2 separate regions of the Mus musculus genome follow, and region 1 is linked to region 2. Evidence: chromatin contacts called from public promoter capture Hi-C data. All regions are on one chromosome and are shown on one strand. Each heading gives the region's core, a stretch centred on a gene start, on an enhancer-like site or on the middle of the called end of the contact. The rest is flanking DNA. Distances are from core to core; before and after follow the strand shown.

Region 1 (5,727 bases), core at 1,374-3,873, 170 kb before region 2:
ATGTAAACCATTAGAAAGCTATTTTGTGGCAGAGAGGTCAAGGCCACCAAAGAACAACTAACCAGGGCTCACAGGGGCTCACAGAGACTGATGACAATCAGGGAGGGAGCCGCCATGAGTCTGACCTAGGTCCTCTGCATATATGCTGTGGTTGTATAGTCTGGTGTTCTTGTAGGTCTCCTAAGAGTGGAAGCAGGGGCCGTCTCTGACACTTTTCTCTGCTTCTGGGACCTTTTATCTCTTACTGGCTTGCCCCATCCAGTTTGATATGAGGGTATGTGCCTAGTCTTATTGTAACTTGTTATGCAATGTTTGGTCTATATCTCTGCCAAGCCAGCTCCTTTCTGAAGGGAAGCAGAGCAAAAGTGAATTTGGAAGAAATGAAAGGTGGGAAAGAGGAACTAGGAGGCGTGGAGGGAGGAGAAAGTGTGGTTGAGGGTAATAAATATATGAGAGAAGAATATAAAAGAAAGAGAGAAAGAAAGAAAGAAAGGGAGGGAGGGGAAGAAGGAAGGAAGGAAGGAAGGAAGGAAGGAAGGAAGGAAGGAAGGAAGGAAGGAAGGGAGATGTTTTGTTTGTAGAGGCTGGCCATTGTGCCTTTTTTAAGTTGGGGGGAGGGGGAGGGGTAGCTTGCATATGGAAATCAGAGGACAATTTACACAAGTTGGTTCTCTCCTTCTAATATGTGGGTTCTGGGGATTAATCGCATCCTCAGGCTTGAATGAAGTCAACCTCACTCACTGAGCCACCTCACCAGCACCCCTGTGTCTTTATTACTAGTGCTAATAAATAATTTTTGCAATCTATAAGTCATCATTATCAATGGAATATTCTCACATTCTCTGCACCAGACACACGTGAGAATCAGTGATGTTATTGTCTTTGTACAATAGTAGTATTTGGCATGTCTTCAGGATTGGCTCTTAGCTTAACTTTCTCAGCAACTGAACTAGTCCTAAGATGCCATTTTCAAGAAAGATGGACAGTTGTGTCCCTTTACAGTAAACACAAATGAAAAAGATGCTGCCTTTTTCAAGCAGAAGGGGGCTCTGGTTTGTGCTCTGGAAATGCTCCAGAGAGCCTGGCACCAAACCCCATCCTGTTCCTGCTCCTCTTTTCCTTCTCATCAATTATTCATTGTAATGGGGAGGGTGACACTTGAGAAACTTCAAATACATGTGACACCACTCAGAGACATCCATCTCTCCATCCTTGTTCTGGCAATAGCATGGTAGAGGTGCACAGGGCTATAGGGGATCACCTGGACCCTCATCTGTAACTCACCATGGAGAAGAACTAAAACTTTTGCTGCTGTTGCTGTTGTTGTTGAAGACATTCTCCTGTTGTCCTAGTTGCAACAGGGTAGAAGTCTGACAGGTGGGTTAAAAACTAGCAAAATGGCAAATTTTCTGGAAGTTTAAGATTATTGTGCCCACATGGGCATAGGGCCCATACCTGTGATCCCAGCACTTGGGAGACAGAAGCAGAAGGATCTCTGTGTATCTGAGGTCAGTCTTTTCTATGTATCAAGCTCCGGGACAGCCAGGACTACATAGAGAAACTCTGTGTCAACAAGACAAACAACCACCACCACTGCCATCATCACCACCACCACCACCACCACCACAATAATAATAATAATAATAATAATAATAATAAATACTGGTCCCCCAGGACCCTGCTCTAAGGAGCAGTGGTAAGACATGGACAAGCATGGGCCAAAGACAGAGTTTAAAAGTGCTATTTGCCAAAAACCTGCTGCTTTCACAGATGCCAAAAGAAGAAGCAATTAGTATACAAAGAATGTAGTCCTAGGTGAGGACAGCTTCATCCCAAACTTTAGAGAATGATAACTACAAAGTCACAGTCTTGATGCAGCCCTCTCTTCACTCCCGGGATTCTGAGAAGGCGGAACGCTCATGTTAGTACGGCTACAGCACGTGCAAAGGGCACCAGATATTCTGTAGTCCCGACACCACGAATGTCCACACGAGCCTTAAAGTGAACTAGAAGTGAAACCTTTAATCATTCTCCCAGCCCCTCTGCTTTCTCATTGACTTCTAAATAACACGAGATGCCCGTTCCAATCAGTCGAGAGATCCAGGCAGCCACGGCAAGTAAAGACAAGACAAGCCCATTCTCCTTTTGCTAGCAAAGAAAATTTGCTGTCTGATTTCATCCCTTTTTGAGTTAATTCTATCTCACCAGAGTGTTGACTTAAGAAAACTTACTTGATTCAGGGTCTCGATAGATAGGGGAGTCATTAGAAAAGCTATTTTGAGGACTCCACTATCTATCAATCAGGAAAGGGAACATGCAATCATGTTTTAAAACCATTCCCCAGAAATTCTAGAAGAAAATCCTACATTTATAAACCAACTCAAACGGAGAAGAGGTAATCTGCGAAGCAGCATATTGCCCCACATCCCTTGAAAGGATCTAAGGGTTTCAAATCTTGGCAGAAAATGATGCTCAGATCAGAGGTACCAAATTCATCACATCAACTGCACAAGCCACAGCAAGGGCAGCACTTACAGAGGGGAGAAAGCAAAAGCTGAGAACATACCGTGGAGCTGCTCAATCAGCCAAGAGCTTCTCTCTCCTCAAAGAGCCTGCTTGTCTCTTAGCTCACTGGAGGAGGGAGGACTTTATAGTCACACACAGCCCAGCCCAGCCCCACCTCCTGCACTAAGCTTCTTTGAAGAGAAGGAATACAGAAAGAAAAAAAGAAAAAGTCACACCATGCAAGAGCAATTTTAGCAACTGAATAGAGAGCCATGCAGTGCCTAAGTATGCAGAAATGCTAAGATTGTAATTATTAAATTCCAGTAAGGTTAGCATCCCTGATTTCCACCCTTGCTCGCCAATAGATTAATTAATTCACACTAAAACCTAATCTCTACAGTTAGGGGCACATTTTAAAAACCACAAATGAGATGGGAAATGCTCATCATGAAAAATGGTGAAATTAATTAAAGAATTAAAATCCTTAATTACGATTAGAAAAACACTCTTAAATGGAAGTGATTTAACCAGCATTGCTCTTTTGCATATTTGTAGATTTCCCAACTCTATCTTTCGTTCACTGAGCTGCCTACACAGGGCTTAGGAGTGTGTCCCTGAAGCTGAGGTGGACCAGCTTTGCAAATTTACAGGTACTTCCACCTAAGTCCCCTTTACTGCCTTTGTGTCTAGGCCAGAAAAGAAGAGAAGATGTGAGAAGAGATGGTCAAATGGCCAGTGGATAGATTTCAGCTTTAAATCACACCACCAACATGATTTCTTTGTCCTAACTGGGGGTCTTCAAGTATTGGCTACTGTCTCCAGTTTATGATCACATGTGGAGTGTAAGCTATCAACATGTAGACAGAGGGGGGAGTAATTTCAAATTTGATAACATGGGCTGAAAAGATAGCTCAGTCAATCCATTGCTTGAAGAAAGCAGAAGGGCTTGCCTTGGATCCCCAGCAGCCACATAGAAGCCAGGTGTGTGTGTGTGTGTGTGTGTGTGTGTGTGTGTGTGTGTGTGTGTGTGTCTATCCCAGCATTAGGGAGGAAGAAACAGGAAAATCCTTGGACCTTACTGACAATCTAGCCAAATTGAATCAGTAAAGATCCAGGTTCACTGAGACTCTATCTCAAAAAATAAGGTGAGTAGGGCTAGAGAGATGGCTCAGCGGTTAACAGTGCTGGCTGCTCTTCCATAGAACGAGAAGTCAGTTCCCAAGACCCATATCAGGCAGCTCACAAGCACCTGTAACTCAAGCTCCCAGGGCTCTAACTCCATTTTCTGGCCTTAGCAGGCACCTAGGTGGACATGACACATATATGCATATATAATCATAAAATAAAGTACAGAGAAATTGAGAAGCATCAACCTCTGGCCTCCACATGCATACCTAAGCACACATAAAGATGATGGCATGAGAAATATAAGCACAACGGAGTTCAGATTAGGCAGAATGCAAATCAAGAAAGACTTCTGTAGAGACAGATGTCTGAGCAAGGTCTGGAAGCAGGGCTGGATTCGTGTAGCAATTCCCATAGATGGTGTTTTCAGTGTAAAAAGAAAACCCTTCAAGCAAACAGGGGCAAAAAAGATATCAGCCTGAGGTCTCTAGTGCAAACACCCTAGTCATAAGTCAGATAACAAATGTTGTAACAACGGCCAAGAGCAAGGCTGTGGGGACAGGAGGGTGCATGGAAAGGGGGACAAAGGCCTCTTCCTGTAAGCGAGGAAGCCTGTGAGAGAAGAAAAAAGTCAGGCAGGGAATCAGAGGACTCTCATGATCACCCTTAACAATGGATCTAGGACTGCAGCATCCCACACCCCATGATCTCCTTTCCTACCCCACACTCTTGCACCTGTACCTCTAAATGGAGCCAGAAAAATCCAGGCTTCTCTTCCCTTGATCTGCACGGGAGGCAACGAGAATCTTCAGAGGAAGCAAGGAATCCAAATACAAAACCTAATAGAAAAATCAAGCAAACTGAAGTGGACCAGGAACAAAGAAAAGGAAAGACACCAGGAAACCCATTTCAGCTCCCTTGCCTGTGTCTGCCAGAATGTCATGAGGGAACCTAGAAGGACTTGACTTCAAGCTAAATTTCCAAGGGTAGAATCAAACCATGGGCTGTCAAGTGACTGCTACAGGTCACAGCACAGTTGTACAATTTCATTGTGGGCTCAACGTGTAACAAGAGAGAAAACTGGTAGGGGCAGAAGACTTGCTGCAGTCTGCTGCCTGGGACTGTGCTGGGAACCTAGAGCTGAGACTAGATGGCTTTGTGACACTGAAGACTCGGAGCCTGAGCAGACTTTGAACGCCGGGTAGGAGACGTGGATGTGCTGTGACAGTGGCCATGTGTTGGTCCTTACTGAGAGTGAGAGAGGCAAGGCAACACATCTGTGATGCTGAGCATCATGGGTCGGATGAGAGTTGACTCTGAGGGACAAGAAACCCTTGGGCAGATGTCTTCCTTGAAGGATCTCAGACCCTGGAGAGAGACCTACATTCTAGGACTACAAGCTGCTTTAGGCTTCCTGCAAGCATGGCTCAACCTTGCCATCTCCTCCAAAATGTGGTATATAGTCTCTGTTATGATCTGAACTATGTCCTTCTAACATATTACATTGAAGAATGGACTCTTTGCACCCACCAAGTATGAGCCTACTTGGAAATATGATCTTTAAAGGGATGGTTAAAAGGCTAAGGATCAGTTGGTAAAGTGCTAGCAACGCAAACATCCTGAGGACATGAATTTGGATCCCCAGCAGCCACGTAAAAAGCTGGGATTAGGAGTACACATCTGTAATCTTTGTGCCAGGAAGTCAGAGGCAGACAGATCTCTGGAGCTCCCTGGCCAGCCAACCTGGTAAGCTAATAAACTCCAGTTCAGTGGGAGACGGTCTCAAAAACTAAAGTGCTGAGTGATGGAGAAAGACATCCAATGCAAAACTCTAACCTTCATATGCATGGACACACATGTGTATGCCCACGTGCACATAGCCATATGAACACAGGCACCTATCACAACAACACAGAGCAACGAGCGAAAAAGGCAAAATGAAGCTATCAGACTGAGGTTTTTGTTTTGTTTTGTTTTGTTTGTTGTTGTTGTTTTGTTTTGTTTTTTCGAGACAGGGTTTCTCTGTATAGCCCTGGCTGTCCTGGAACTCACTTTGTAGACCAGGCTGGCCTTGAACTCAGAAATCTGCCTGCCTCT
Region 2 (5,325 bases), core at 79-2,578:
CTATGAGTTGCTGTGGTCATGATGTCTCTTTATGGCCTTAGAACCTCTAAGATGCTCCCCCTAGATGATATACATAATAAACACGATGTCAGCTCTGATCACCTACTTCCTTTAAAGTTCTGCTAGTGTCCCATCCGTGACACCTTCCCTGTTGAGCCCAGGGTCCAGCAGCCCAGTCTGTGGCCCTGGGCCTCCTTCCCTTCCTTGCTATCATTACCTCACCTTCTGTGTATTTATGCATCCCTCTCCCAACTATTAGTAGCATGTGCAGGGTGGGATCAATCATTGTTCTAATGTCCCTCTCTACCAAACTCAGTGTTCCTCTCTATTGAGTCTGCAGCATGCAGATCAGTGTCCAGCATACAGAAGGCTCCGAGTACCAGTTTGTGTGTGAGTAAACTGGCATTGGGACTGTCTGTCCATTTTATCCTTGTGCCTCATTTTCAATCAAATAGTAAAAGGTTACTCAAGGAAGGATAAGACAGAACCAGCTCCCTTGTGAGGAGTTGGTCGCTGACCCTTCGACATGTGTATAAGGGAAAAACCAACGACCCTTTCCTTCTGCACACTTTCACTCACACAGCTCTTGTGTTACCAGGCATGTATGAGTCAAGTCAACCACTTAGCAGAGTTGGCTACAGACCAGAGGCTCTTTTACTCAGCCTCAGAGCAGCTCTGCTCAAACCACTCAGAGAATCACTCAGTCAGAGGTTCATTACAGCAGCAGCACCCATAGTGCAACAAGACAGCAGTGGAGAAATGCCAAGAGCTTGGGGGAGAGACATGGCCGCTCTCTGTGTTCTTGGTGCAACCTATCCTCCACACCTTCAGCAACCTGGCAGCTCCCCAACCCAATCCCTCTGTGCTTTCATAGGGGCCGCATCATGAAATACAGGGGATGGGCTGATTGATTAAATTACCGTTGATCAGTAATCAACCCTAACTTCAATCCCTTTCTCTGCCCTTCCCTCTAATCTCAAAGCTGGTTCCAGACCCCATCCTTACAAACTTTCCAAAAGTTGCCCCTTAAGCATAAGCTTTAAGAAAACAGTACAACAGCTTATCACAAACAAACAGCACAGGTTTCCCTCCCACCCCTCATGAAATCAACAGGCATTTGGGAAGCTCTGCACAGGAAGACAAAAGCCCTTATCTTTCAAATTCTGTATTGCTCTCTCACCACACATAATCTGTTACTTGCCTGTCAGATAGTAAGGTTAGAGACCTGTGCCTCTAGGTAGCACGTGATGAGGGCCCTTGAGCAAGAGTAAGAAATCTGGAAGTCGGTTTCCAGTCAGCCACCATCAGCCAGCATCTGAATTCTGGGTTTTCTAACCACCACCAAAGAGGGAGGGTTACATTTGTTCTGTTTGTTAATCACTGCTGAGGGCGGGCCAGGGAGTTATGGATGTTGAAATCAGGCTGCCCTGGAGGAAATTGTTCTTTGAATCAAGGAACTGGCTCACCCAGACCTTGTCAGGCATATGCATATTGGAACCAGCTTGCCAGTACTTGCCTTAACCTTGGCACCCCAGTCGGTTGGGGCTCAGGAAAGCAGGACTGAAGGGGCCACCCCAAAGGGCAAGCAGGAACATAGCCAAGATGAAAGTTCTTTCTTTAAGGCTTACAAAGACTCCACTCAGTCCAAGCAGGGGTGGAGGATCAGCGTGGGAGGGAGGAGGGGAGTTGGAGTTTTTTGTTTTGTTTTGCTTTTAATTGATTCTTTGTGGGTTTCAAATTGTGCTTCCCAGCCCACTGGTCACCCATCCCCCTGGTGTCTGTTCTTTGCCTTTAACACATAAACAAGCAGGCAAAACAAAAACAAAAAAGCATTGAAAATATCTCATCATGGAAGCTGTAATACTGTCACAGTGTGTCCCACAGTATGTCTCTCTGTCTACACATGTTCACTTGCTAATGTTCATTGCAGTGAGGCACTGGTCTGGTTTGAGATCTCTGGCTTTTGTGACATAAACAGGATTTTTGACTCAGAATGAAAAGAGACAAGCTTACAGCAATGAGAAACCACTCCCCAGAGACTCATAAAGGAAGCACACTGTAGCTCTGTCCTTCCTGAGTGGCAGAGCAAAAGCTCTCTGAAGAATGTCTTTAAGCAAGCTGGCATGAATTGGGGAAAGCACGAGGAACTGTACCCTCGTATTCTTTATGACAGACACACAATTTACCGAGGCCTGGGCCCTTCCTAGGAAAATCAGGTTCACCTGGGTACTGACTGGCTTGTTCTTGTTTCCAGCAAGTCCATGGGGTCATAGGTTGAAATCAGGAAGAAGGCAGGAGAGGACAACAAGGTTCTGTCAGAGCATCACCAGAGGGTGCTTTGCAAGCTTTGTTCATGAGATTTGACTCTACTGTTTCTTAGACTGGTGTGTGTGTGTGTGTACATGTGCACAGAGAGAGAGGGGGGGGTGTGCAGCTGTCAGGAGTATTTCTGTACTGGGCACCAGAAAAGGGAATGTGGCATGCCTGGCACTTCTAAGTTTTATCCCTCCTGCTGCCCAGGAGGCTCAGTCCAGTCCAGCGGGAGGATACAGGCTCAGGGTGTCTTGCATAACATTACTTCTACCTATACAGGGGAAGGTCAGCTTTAACCTAGGGATTTCTGAAGAACAACAAATGGGGCTTGGGGCACACACCAGTGGAATGAAGGCATAGATCCTGGGATAGAACCACACTGTATGGGTAAAAATGCCGCTCCCCAAAGTGAATGAAGAACAGCTAGCATCTGGAGTAGGAAGGAGGTCTGAAAGTTGACAGGGGACAGTTTCATTCCAGAAGCTGAGGGCTATCTGAAAAGGTCAGCCATGTAGAGGAATTCCCTTCTCAGGAACTCACCCTTCCAGATCCTTCAGATACCTAAGCCCAGGAATTAGAGGCCCAGGACCTACAAGATGACAGAAGACCTACAGAACAATTTCAGACTTGAAAAATCTCAATTCAGAACACAAAAAAAGGCAAAACCAAATCCATGAATTTCCCTGGTTTTGTTTCTGCTGCTGTGGTAAAATACTCTGATAAACAGAAGCTTAGCGGACACAGGCTTATTTTACTTGCAAGTCAGATTCTAGTCCATCCTTATGGAGAAGGTAAGATGGCAGAACCTGAAACAGCAGACAGAAGATCTTCAAGCAAGGGCAGAGAAAAATGAACATGTGCACGATTAGGACTTAGCTAGCTTTCTCTATTCGTATGCTGTTCAGGGACCCAAAGCAGGGAATGATGCTTCTCGCTCTCAGGTGGGATCTACATCAATTGCAGCAAGCAGAACCATCTGCTACGGATGGACACTGCCATAGGCCAACCCAAAGTAGATAATCTAGGTGAGTCTGGGTTGTATCAAGTTGGTGATGAAACCAACAGTTCTTTTAAAGTTTAAACACACATGTGTATAATTATAGGCACATAAGGATATACTCAACTCAATTCATCAAGTTACTTAAACAATCCATGCAAATTTAGAACCTGAGTTTGGACCCCCAATGTTTACAAGAAACTTGAAACGTAGGGAGTGTGAGCAGCCCCCAGTGAGTGTAGTGCCTGGTGAATGAGTATTTTGACATGAGCATGACCTGTCTAGGATTCTGAGAATTATCCATGACAAATTGGCAAAGTCATTATCCACATTGGTGAGCTAGGAAGCAGAGAACCTTGAGTAATCCCAGCATTGTTGTGTTGTGTGCCTGTCCTGTCTTCTTCCTCTCATCACCACCCCTAGCCAGGCATCTGGTACCCAAGCGAATCAGGAAGCAGCATCCTGACACCACAGCATGGACTTGCAATCCCAGCTCTGGGGAGGCAGAGAAAGAAAGAGTCCTGGTGCTCACTGGCTAGCCAGTCTAGATGGGTTGATAAGTACAGTTACAGTGAGAGAGAGATGGTGACTGAAGAAAGTAACACGGAGTACAATGTGATGTCGTCTTTCATGCTTATACACGCATACACACACATACATGCACACTCACTCACAAGCCTGAGCACACATACATGCACACTCACTTATTCACAAGCATGAGCATACATGCACACTCAAACACACTCACAAGCATGAATATACAGATACACACATGCGCACACAGGTATGAGAGAGAGAGACACAGTGACAAAGAGGGAAGTAGAAACACAGACACAGATAGATGGATAGATGGATCAATGAATTGATAGACCTAAGGAAGGATGGGTGGATAGAGTAGAGAGGGATGGTTAGTAGAACTTGTGTCCCTGTGTTACTGGAATATGGGACAGGGGATGCACTTGCCATCATCTCATGGTTTCCCCACTGGGCCCCTTGTTATTGGTTCTCTCTGTGCTCATACTTCTGTTTCTTCATTAGTCAGCAAACTTCTGCCTGGCTAAAGCTACCTCCATTCAGTGGTTGCATCCCTAACACTGAGCCAGGCACACAGAAGGTTTTCATGGATGGCTGCTGAATGAAAGACTCTCTGACAAAACCCAGTGCCCTGTCAATCTGTAACATCATCAAAACTAACACACAAATGCTGAGGGATTACATTCAGAGGATCTAAGTCAACACTTTCCCATGCTGAAAAAACATCCTTGTGGGGAACATTCCAAAAAAGACAGAGGCAAGATGTTTCTCAAGGGTGCTGACTACACAGATGGCAGCCAGCTGACTGCAGAGGGTACACAAGTGGCCTTCAAACTTAAGACTGGAAGTTTGGAGCTTCTGTTGCTGTGCCTATGACCACTGGCCTCCCAACTCCAGAGCTACCAAGGCCCCAAATTGCCCACAATGACATGAATCAATAGTGGTGGGACTCAGTACTAGATTCTACTAAAACTCACTGTAAAAATGAAAAGGCCTGGACTGGCTATTTCCTATTAAATCAATTTTTAATATATTTTAATAATATCTTTCCATACATACTAAAGTATGTAATAGCATCTCTAAATAATATTAGAATTTATTCAGAATAAATACAGGAAGATTTTGTTCAAGGAAGCACTCAAGAAAATTTGCTTTAAAGGGGGCCAGAGTCAGAAAACATAACCTGTACACAGTGTGTACTTATACACATGTGCATGCATGTACATGACACACACACACACACATCCATGCACCCACACACATGCATATATGCACACACACACACACACACACACACACACACACACACACACACACAATTATACAAAAACTTTCTCCCCAGGAAATGGTTCCTTCCTATCAGACACATGTTCTTCAGCAACATAAAACTCATGGGGTTTTCCAAGATAGATAACCTTCCCACCTGAAACAGGGATGAAGGAATACATACATCCAGAAGTCTCTCAATGAATATTTACCTT

What was found. Capture Hi-C pulls out chosen DNA fragments and counts their contacts.
Region 1: a contact with region 2 is called in a promoter capture Hi-C map of liver. The contact joins the promoter of Trpm8 here to the promoter of Ugt1a6a in region 2. A contact is called at or near these places in 3 of 39 promoter capture datasets (hippocampal neurons, liver and macrophages), 11 of 484 Hi-C or Micro-C datasets (the 63-12 cell line, the Ba/F3 cell line, Th2 cells and 6 more), 4 of 115 datasets of contacts at active chromatin or transcription factors (bone marrow-derived dendritic cells, large pre-B cells, pancreatic cancer cells and 1 more) and 2 of 9 other capture datasets (adipose tissue and liver).

The regions. Positions count from the first base shown.
Region 1 is chr1:88,303,631-88,309,357 of GRCm38.p6, reverse strand. It overlaps Trpm8 (transient receptor potential cation channel, subfamily M, member 8), which reads right to left and starts at 2,623. Exons shown (of 27, transcript NM_134252.4): 1 at 2,567-2,623; 2 at 1,456-1,548.
Region 2 is chr1:88,130,812-88,136,136 of GRCm38.p6, reverse strand. It overlaps Ugt1a6a (UDP glucuronosyltransferase 1 family, polypeptide A6A), which reads right to left and starts at 1,328. Exons shown (of 6, transcript NM_145079.3): 1 at 1,202-1,328. The region is part of intron 1 of Ugt1a10 (UDP glycosyltransferase 1 family, polypeptide A10); the gene reads right to left. All of the region lies in intron 1 of Ugt1a9 (UDP glucuronosyltransferase 1 family, polypeptide A9), which reads right to left. All of the region lies in intron 1 of Ugt1a8 (UDP glucuronosyltransferase 1 family, polypeptide A8), which reads right to left. It also overlaps Ugt1a7c and Ugt1a6b.